Regions from separate parts of the Mus musculus genome. Here region 1 is linked to region 2. The links are chromatin contacts, called in public HiChIP or PLAC-seq maps. All regions are on one chromosome and are shown on one strand. The core of a region is the stretch at or near the end of the contact, and the rest is flanking DNA. Distances in the headings are between cores, read along the strand shown. Region 1 has its middle 230 kb from the start of Mir6344. Region 2 holds the start of Rhbdd1 (rhomboid domain containing 1).

Region 1 (4,118 bases), core at 669-3,168, 410 kb after region 2:
CCCTTTTAAAAATAATGAGTATTTGAGAAGGTAGATATATTTACTTTGACTTGAACATTATATTATGTGTTTGTGAATTAAACACCAAACACAATCTCATAGATATGTACAATTTGAATGTTCTGTTTATTACTTTAAAAAATAATCCAGAAGAAAGCAAAACACAGACAAAAGTTTTCTGTTTTGTAGTGGACAGATGTTAATATAGTTGATAGACAGACCCACAACTGGTCAAAGTAGACAAAGAGTTTGTGGAGTGCTCAGTTCTAAATGGGCCACCTTTAGCTCTGTCCCCAAAGGTGGAAGAGAGGACAGAGAGAATGTAAGAGCCAGCAGCTGGGGATGGGTGCTGTGAAACAGTATCTTCTGCACACGGTATAGGGGATGCACACATTTTAAATGTTATTGGAAGAAAAAGACCTACACACTATTTAGCCATCAATACTTCATCATAGGTAGGTGAAGTGTTGGCAATTAAGGTTAGTTGTGGAGAGGAATGTCACTTTCTTCTGTGGTGTGACCACTAGTAGGTTGCCCATGATTGGGTAAATAATCACCGCAATGCCTAGTGGGTAACTTTGTTTAAATTTAGTGACACACACAGCATAAAAATAGGAAAAACACTGAAGTTGTTGGAAAGAACAATGCTTTTAGGAGAAAGAGGGGTATGGGATAGGATAATTAGGGTGGGTGAGAATGAGTAAAATTCATTATAAACATGTATGAAACGCTCAAAGGTTAAAATATGAACTAAATTTTTTCTTTGAATTTACAGAAATAGGTAATGTGTATTGCATGTCAAAGGTAGCCATATGTAACAGAGAACTAGAAATATAGTGAGTTTAATTGTCTTCTAGATTTTTATTTAATTACTTAATCCTAAGTTTGTGTAATAAACATACATTGTTTGGTATTTGAAACTATGAAGTTTTTGTCCCCTAAAACATGCCTTAGCAAGAAAATTACTTATAGAAGCTTTTAGTAAAAATCTTTATTTCTTGCCATACGTGCTTCCACCCCTCCTTCCCTCTCCTGCCTATTTTTTCTCCTGCCCCTTTATGACAATTTTGTACACTGGGTAAAAATCCAAAACTTCTTGCACAAACAGGAGTTGTCCTGAAGAAACTTTTATGGACAAAGATTATTGTTTTTCAAAGCTCACTAAGGCACTGTTTGGAGGGGAAAGTTGAATACGGCAGTCTGGTCAGCTCTACCCAAATCCTCCTCACATTCATTCCTGCCTTTTTAGCTTGTTGATCATGTATGAACACACTCTGTTCAGAATGACTCACAACTTCATATTCTCCCAGACTTACCTACTAAACAGTTTTCCATACACTGACAGAAAAGAGAATGATCACATTTATATTAATTTAAACAGAACCCACATTCATGATATTATTATTATTTTAAGCCAAGCTTCAATGTTGAGTTCCATGCCCACTTATTAAACTGAAATGGAAACTTAAGTTCCATTAACAGCGCTTTTTTAGCTTCCTGTAGTAGACAGAGAATGAATTCTAACTTTCAAAAGTTGTATAAATATTGCATAGTGAAGGCATTTTTCCTATACATTATTTGACATCTCATATTTAAAGTTTTGTTTGTTGTTGTCGTTGTTTTTTCTGTTGTTGTTACTTCTTTCTGCTTAGGAGCAAAGGGACCTAGGACAGAAGGAAGCATTTAGAGAAGCTGAACTCCTTGGGCAAACTCAAGGAAAACATACCATCTTACTGTGTAGTTGCTTTCTCTTCTGTAAATGGAGAAGTTTATTTGTGTAAATTCCCTCTGGTTGTTCTGGGAGGATTAAATAGCCAATGTCTGGAAGCAACATGAGCAATTCTGAAATGAAGGCTGTGTGGATCTGTGCTTTTCTTTCTCAGAAGGATTTATTGCCTCAGCATCAGCCTTTGCGTGCTTTGTGTGTACACAGCGAGGAGTGACGTGCTTGCCTCAGAGCAGGAATTTGTTGACTTAACAAACACATATGCAGAGCTTGCTATGGGCCAAGCTCCAGTCTCAACTCTTGACAGGCTTTAACTCATGTAATCCTCACTAACTGTACTGGAATAGATGCTGTTCTTATTTTCAGTTTACAAGGTCCTAAGAAATGGTGAAGTAATTCACCCCAGATATTATAATCAGTAAATGAAAGAGCCAAGAGTGAAAAGCAAGCGACCCAAGTCTAAGTCCTGGAATGACTTACATGAGTTTCTAGGTCCAGACTCAAAGTCATCCCCATTTTGTTTTCCTGTGTCTGGTTTGCTTTAGCCCAGCCTTACTCACTAGGCTTGTTTTTCAACTGCTAGCCAATGTTTATCCCGCTAAAGAAATTGATTCTTGAAGTGAATCACTGTTATGTGATTCTTCCTCTCCCATTTCTTGAATGAATAAGCCTCTGGATCACATTTTCTTGAACATATTGAGTTACAGATTGAGAGCTACCAAGGGCAGAGAAAGAAGGCCCTTTCCTTTTCCTTTTCCTTTTCCTTTTCCTTTTCCTTTTCCTTTTCCTTTTCCTTTTCCTTTTCCTTTTCCCTTTCCCTTTCCTTTTCCTTTTCCCTTTCCTTTTCCCTTTCCTTTCCTTTTCCCTTTCCCTTTCCCCTTTCCTTTCCTTTCCTTTCCTTTCCTTTCCTTTCCTTTCCTTTCCTTTCCTTTCCTTTCCTTTCCTTTCCTTTCCTTTCCTTTCCTTTCCTTTCCTCTTTCCTCTTTCCTTTTTCCTTTCTTTCCTCTTTCTTTCTTTCTTTCTTTCTTTTTCCTTCTTTCTTTCTTTCTTTCTTTCTTTCTTTCTTTCCTTTTTTACATTTTTATTGTATATTTTATTTATTTACATTTCAACTGTTACTCTGTTACCTGGTTTCCTCTCCACAAACTCCCTATCCCCTCCCTCTGCTTCTATGAGGGTGTTCCTCCATGCATCCATGCACTTCCACCTCACCACCCTAGCATTCCCCTACTCTGGGACATGGAGCCTTCACAAGCCCAAGGAGGGGGCCTTTCTGCATTTGAGGGATTGCCATCTCTGCACACAGCTATGGCTTGAGGAACATTTCTAAAGAGACAGATGTTGGCTCAAGAACTTTAAACATCTGGCTTTTGCTGATTCCCCAGAGTGCCAATGGACAAGATTCATGTGTTCTGTCCCTTGCTCTTATCTCAGGTCTTGGGATATTTTAGAGCCTGGCTATAGATGATATTCATGATCTAAGATGATGTCATCCACCTAGGTTAGTACAATAAAGCTGAAGTTCCAGCTAAGAGGAATTAATTTCCAAAGCAGTATTGCGTTACTGAACACAAATCTTTGGATGATCATGTTTTATTTGTTTGTTTGTTTTCCAGGATCTAATAAAGCAATTATTAAGTACCTACATTTTTAATCCAGCAAGAGGAAACTCTCGGAGTGTTTCTCACTTTTAAGCTAGTTCATTTCTCCCTTAATGTATGTGTATAATTAAACACCTCAAAATTGTCTGAAAGCTCAGATTAAAGCAATCTCCTTGAGATAACTGCTGTCTGTAAGAACAATAATAAAGTATACAGACATTATCTCTCTAGGCTAGAACTAACTGAGGGTGATAAAGTTGGAATTTTTGTGGCTTTTTGCTAGAAAAAATATTATTTAACAAACTCTTCTGTAACATCTTTATATTCTGAACTCAATAATTAATTTTGCAATCAATTTAAGGAATAAGTATTATTATGTTGAAACTCAAAGGAAAATAGAAAAAAGTGCCAAATTTGCAAAGTAGTTGTTGATATTAGGCAGAATAATTAAGAATATTTTTGATGATATCAAAAACCAGGCACACACGACAGGGAATAAAGAGACATTGCCAAATGTCTTCTTGATAATGCATTATTGTTCCTTTTTTTAATCCTTAAAAACTTAGCTAAATTCATAGATTTTCTTTTCTTTTTTTTGGTGGAACATATGGTTTGTGCAGCTGTTTATAAGGTCAAATTAAAGAGACTGAAGTAAAATGATAGGGCAGGGTGGTGGGAGACTGGTCTAAGTATTGTCCTTACAGATGAGAGTTCATATCTTCTCAACACCTCTCTATCTGGACCTTCCATTCTGTGTTCACCCTGTGGAAAGTGGTTGAGTTTCCAGAAGT
Region 2 (4,090 bases), core at 578-3,077:
TTTGGAGAAATAAAATAAAAATCATCCCGTTGGGAGCCTGTCCACTTAACTGTGACCGTCCCCAATGGACATGAGCCCTTCTTTGCTAAGATGGAGCCATACCATATATAGGGACAAAAGCTAAGGACAGAAACAGCTTTTGGTGGCGGGGTGCTAGCCACCACTGTATGCTTCTTTGTAACTCTGGTCTGGCCTTTACCAAACTACAGGACAAACTTAGGTATAACTAAGTTGAAGAAACAAGAAGGGCAAAGACCTTTAAACCACCTTGGCACAATTTCTAATAGTTCATTTTCTAAAATACCACAATGTAAATAAAATTAGTGGCATAACGGACTGCTGTAACTTTCTCGCTTGATGTGGCTGTTTGCATAGGGTCTCATGATGTAGCTCTGACTGGACTCCAAACTTAGGATATCTCTTGCCTCAGCCTCCTGAGCATTGCTGTTACAGGTGTGAGACATCCATAACTATCCTGTATCTAAATTTTTACTATTCATAAGTAGTTGGGATAAAAGTCTTTGCAGCAGTCATAAAATCATGCACTCCAACTGCTCTCTAACCCTACACCTCGTCCTTCCTCCACGACCTGTGCGCTTTCTTCATGCAGGTCTAGTAACTTCTCTTGGAGTGTTTTGTATGGGTTATTGCTACCCACTTGTTTTCACATGTCAACACTTAGTACTATGAAGTCACAGTTAAATGATTCGGTCAAGATTCCAGATCTAGAAAATACCTCACCTTACTCTAACCTCATTATGTATAAAATTCCATAACGAGTGAGTACTTTTTACGCTGTTATTCGTCGAACTCAGTACCCGGAAGTGCTAGAATGGACCGAAAGGCTTGCTCAAAGGGGTATGACACTAAAATCTGTACTGCCAACAATTCCCTCAGAAGATGCTGTTGATGGAGAGCAAACCCAGGACCAAGGCAGGAGCACTTGCTCTCCTGGAATGTACCAGAACACTAGAAGATCCGAAGCAGAATCAGTAATAGAAGCAGGAAGAAGGTAAATGAGGTTAGGACGTTGGGATGAAAAGTAGAGGGGGAAAAAAAAAAAAAAACAAAAAACCTGGCACCATGCCCCCCCCCCCAAAGAAAACCTGGTGTCATGAAGCTACTGAAAGGGACTTTTATAAATGAGTCTGACAACTGAATCTTAACCGTGCAATAATTAGATATTACAGTTGTTATTGTTGTTGTTGTTGTTTTAAATAATGCCTGTTTTGGAAAAACGGAAAGGCATGTGTGAAAAGAGAAGAGGTGAAGTCCCTCGGGTGTATGTCTGTCCTCTATTCTGTGGTACAGACAGCCTTACAGAGGTTAGGATGGGTCTGTGTGTTTGAGACAGAAGTGGCCGCCCCCCCAACCACCTGCCACTGCAAGCTCTGTGCAAGCTGATGCAACTTCGCCTCAAACTTCCTGAAGTCGGAGGAACCTCGCAAAAGCCTATCCGGGCAGCCTAGATCTCCATGAGCCAGGGAAGCGGTACCGGTGCGACTGCCCCTGCGACCCCATCCCGGCCGGCCGGAGGGGAGAAGAAGACCCGGACCCGGCGGGCCGGCTCCTCCGCCCGGTCCCTAAGCAGCACTTCCGCCCAGCGGACCCTGGCTGGCCCCATAGCAGCGCTTCCGCCCGGCCCGCAGCGGCCCGGATCTCAGCCCCGGCCCCGCCATCCGTGGTCCCGGGAAGCCGCAACACACGCCGCACAAAAGCGATGCCATACACTCAGCTGAAGAGACGCGGAAACTCACTCTCTCTAAGACCCGCTTGCGTCCTCACGTACTCCCGCGCTCGTGCGTCACTACGTCTGGACGCCGAATCCGGAGACTCAACTTCCGGCACGGACGCCGATTCCGCAGGCTCCACTTCCGGCGGCCTAGGGAAAGGAGCGGCAGTCTGCGCATGCTCCGTGCTTCGTACTGCCTTTTCGGCTTCCTCTAGCTAATGCGTAGCGCTCATCCTATTCAACCCTTAGCAACAAGGGTGTCGGTGTGCTTTTACAGCCATAACTAACTAATAATCACTTACCACGCGCACAGCGCATGAGTCGCCTATGGCCAGCTCCCTCAAGGCCAAAGTTTCTTCCCGGTGCAGTGTAGTCTACCAAGTGGACGGTGGAGACAGTAGCTGTTCCCAATGGGCCTCAGGAGAGCTGCTTATCCCAGAAAGTAGGCCGGCGAAACAGGGCCACGGTGTACATTTCATTCCCCAAGCACAAACACGAGGCCACACTGCTTAGCCTGTTTACTGCTTTAAGGGCTCGTGAGAAAAGGTTTTTGTGACTTAGGTCGTTTGATGCAATTTTCTCCTTCTAACGTGGAACCAGTTTCATGGGCAGCTTCTTCTAAAGGCAATGCTGCATTTGTGTCCTACAAGAAAACGATGTTTGGTGTAATTATTTTTCTAGTAATTAGAGGAGAGCTCCACCTTTTCAAGGCATGAATTGGGTGCAGGTATATTTACCAAAAGGCTTAGTAGCCACGTCTAGTTAGCATATTAAAAACTTCCCAGTCCCCCAAAAGTTAATCTTCTATTGTATAACAGAAGAAATTCTCCTAAAAAATTTTCCCTTGTAGTTGGAATTTGAATGAAAATTTCCCACACTATTAGGAGATATAGATGAGAATTTCAAGTGACAAAATTCTTAGCAAATTCAAGAATGAATTCTTATAATTTAACCCCTTTCAGGTATAAAAAAAAGTGGGGGGGTATGTAAGTCCAAGACTGACATTGCGAAACTGCATTCCTGGAAATGGAACCCAAGTGAGTAGGGGGAACTAAATTGCATGTAGAAATATATCTCCTTAGGAAGAAAACATGAATGCAATTTCTCAAAAGGAGAGGTCTCTATTTGTTCTTCCCACCAATTCTATGCATCCATTCCATTAATATACTCTTGCTTTATATTCTCTGTCAGTCTACCCCTTTCTATACTTACACTGTTTTTGTTATTATCTTGTTTTTAAGTGCAGAAGTGACTTTAAAAGAGCCGCAAATCAAGTCTCAAATCAGTAATCTCAAAAAAAATGCAATTGTAAATAGACAGGGCTTAGGAATGTTCTTGGGGAGCAGGCTGTGATGGTGAACACTAATGACCCCACAGTTTGAAGGTAGAGACAGGAAGATTGGGAGTTCAAGGACAGCCTCAGCTATATAACTTCAAGACCAGCTTAGTCTATATGACATCCTGAATCATAAAAAGTAAAGAAAAAAAACATTTTAATCCTATTTTAAATATGAGTAAAATGTTTCATTGGCATATAAGAGGACAGAGAAAAACCATTTTTTTAATGACCTCACCAGACATAGGGGCAAACACCTGTAATCTCTCCACTTGGAAAATAGATGCAAGAATATCAGGAGTTCCCATTATCTGGGTAATAATTTCCTAGCCTAAACTTTAATAGAGGGACAGTCAGAATTCTTACATGTAAACAAAGCTTAAAATTACTAAAGACTCAAAGCCAGACTAAGTCCTCTAACGTTTTTGTAGAAAAGCAAGTCATTGTTACATTACCTTGTAAAAATTATAATTTTTAAGTTCTCAAAAGTATTTTACTTGTCAGCTAAGATATTATTATGCATATTCCATTTAGTATATGAAATATATTTATGGTGTGCAGTTTTAAATTGTATCTAACCCTTGAGGGACAAGCAACAATTCTTAGCCATTTGACTCAAATTAATGTTCATAAAATATGGTGCCTGTGTTGAAACTGGGGGTTTGGTTACCTCCTTTGAACATTTCATAACTGGGTGGAAACTAGCAGAAAGGCAGATAGACATTCCCACCTTCCAGAATCCACCCTGAAGGAGAAAAGATGCCAGACAACAACACAGTGTACCAAAAAACTGGATTATCCTGTAAAGGAGGAGTTTGTTGTTATCTCTCACAGCTTCTAATGAATCAAATATATTACACTCAAACTGTTTCAAAAGATGGGTTACGTTGATTAGAGATTGTCTATCATCCTTCTTATGGAACAGCTTTCAAATTAGATGATTCGGCTATGAGAACTATAACAGGGCAAAATTGGGCCAAGTGTCGTGATAAGATTATCAACACTTAATAGTAGACTACACA

The links. HiChIP or PLAC-seq counts read pairs in DNA pulled down with a chosen protein or histone mark.
Region 1: a FOXA1 HiChIP or PLAC-seq map of pancreatic cancer cells shows a contact between it and region 2. The contact joins the enhancer-like site here to the promoter of Rhbdd1 in region 2. A contact is called at or near these places in 1 of 39 promoter capture datasets (cranial neural crest) and 2 of 115 datasets of contacts at active chromatin or transcription factors (pancreatic cancer cells and trophoblast stem cells).

What each region holds. Positions count from the first base shown.
Region 1 is chr1:81,902,076-81,906,193 of GRCm38.p6, reverse strand. No RefSeq gene overlaps it. Among named protein-coding and RNA genes, the nearest start is that of Mir6344, 230 kb to the left of the region's middle. Within about 2 kb of position 1,918, at least 43 of the 459 cell types and tissues checked have an H3K27ac peak or open chromatin away from gene starts, as enhancers often do. A contact at or near this core is called in pancreatic cancer cells, where this site is marked.
Region 2 is chr1:82,314,316-82,318,405 of GRCm38.p6, reverse strand. It overlaps Rhbdd1 (rhomboid domain containing 1), which reads right to left and starts at 1,827. Exons shown (of 7, transcript NM_029777.3): 1 at 1,758-1,827.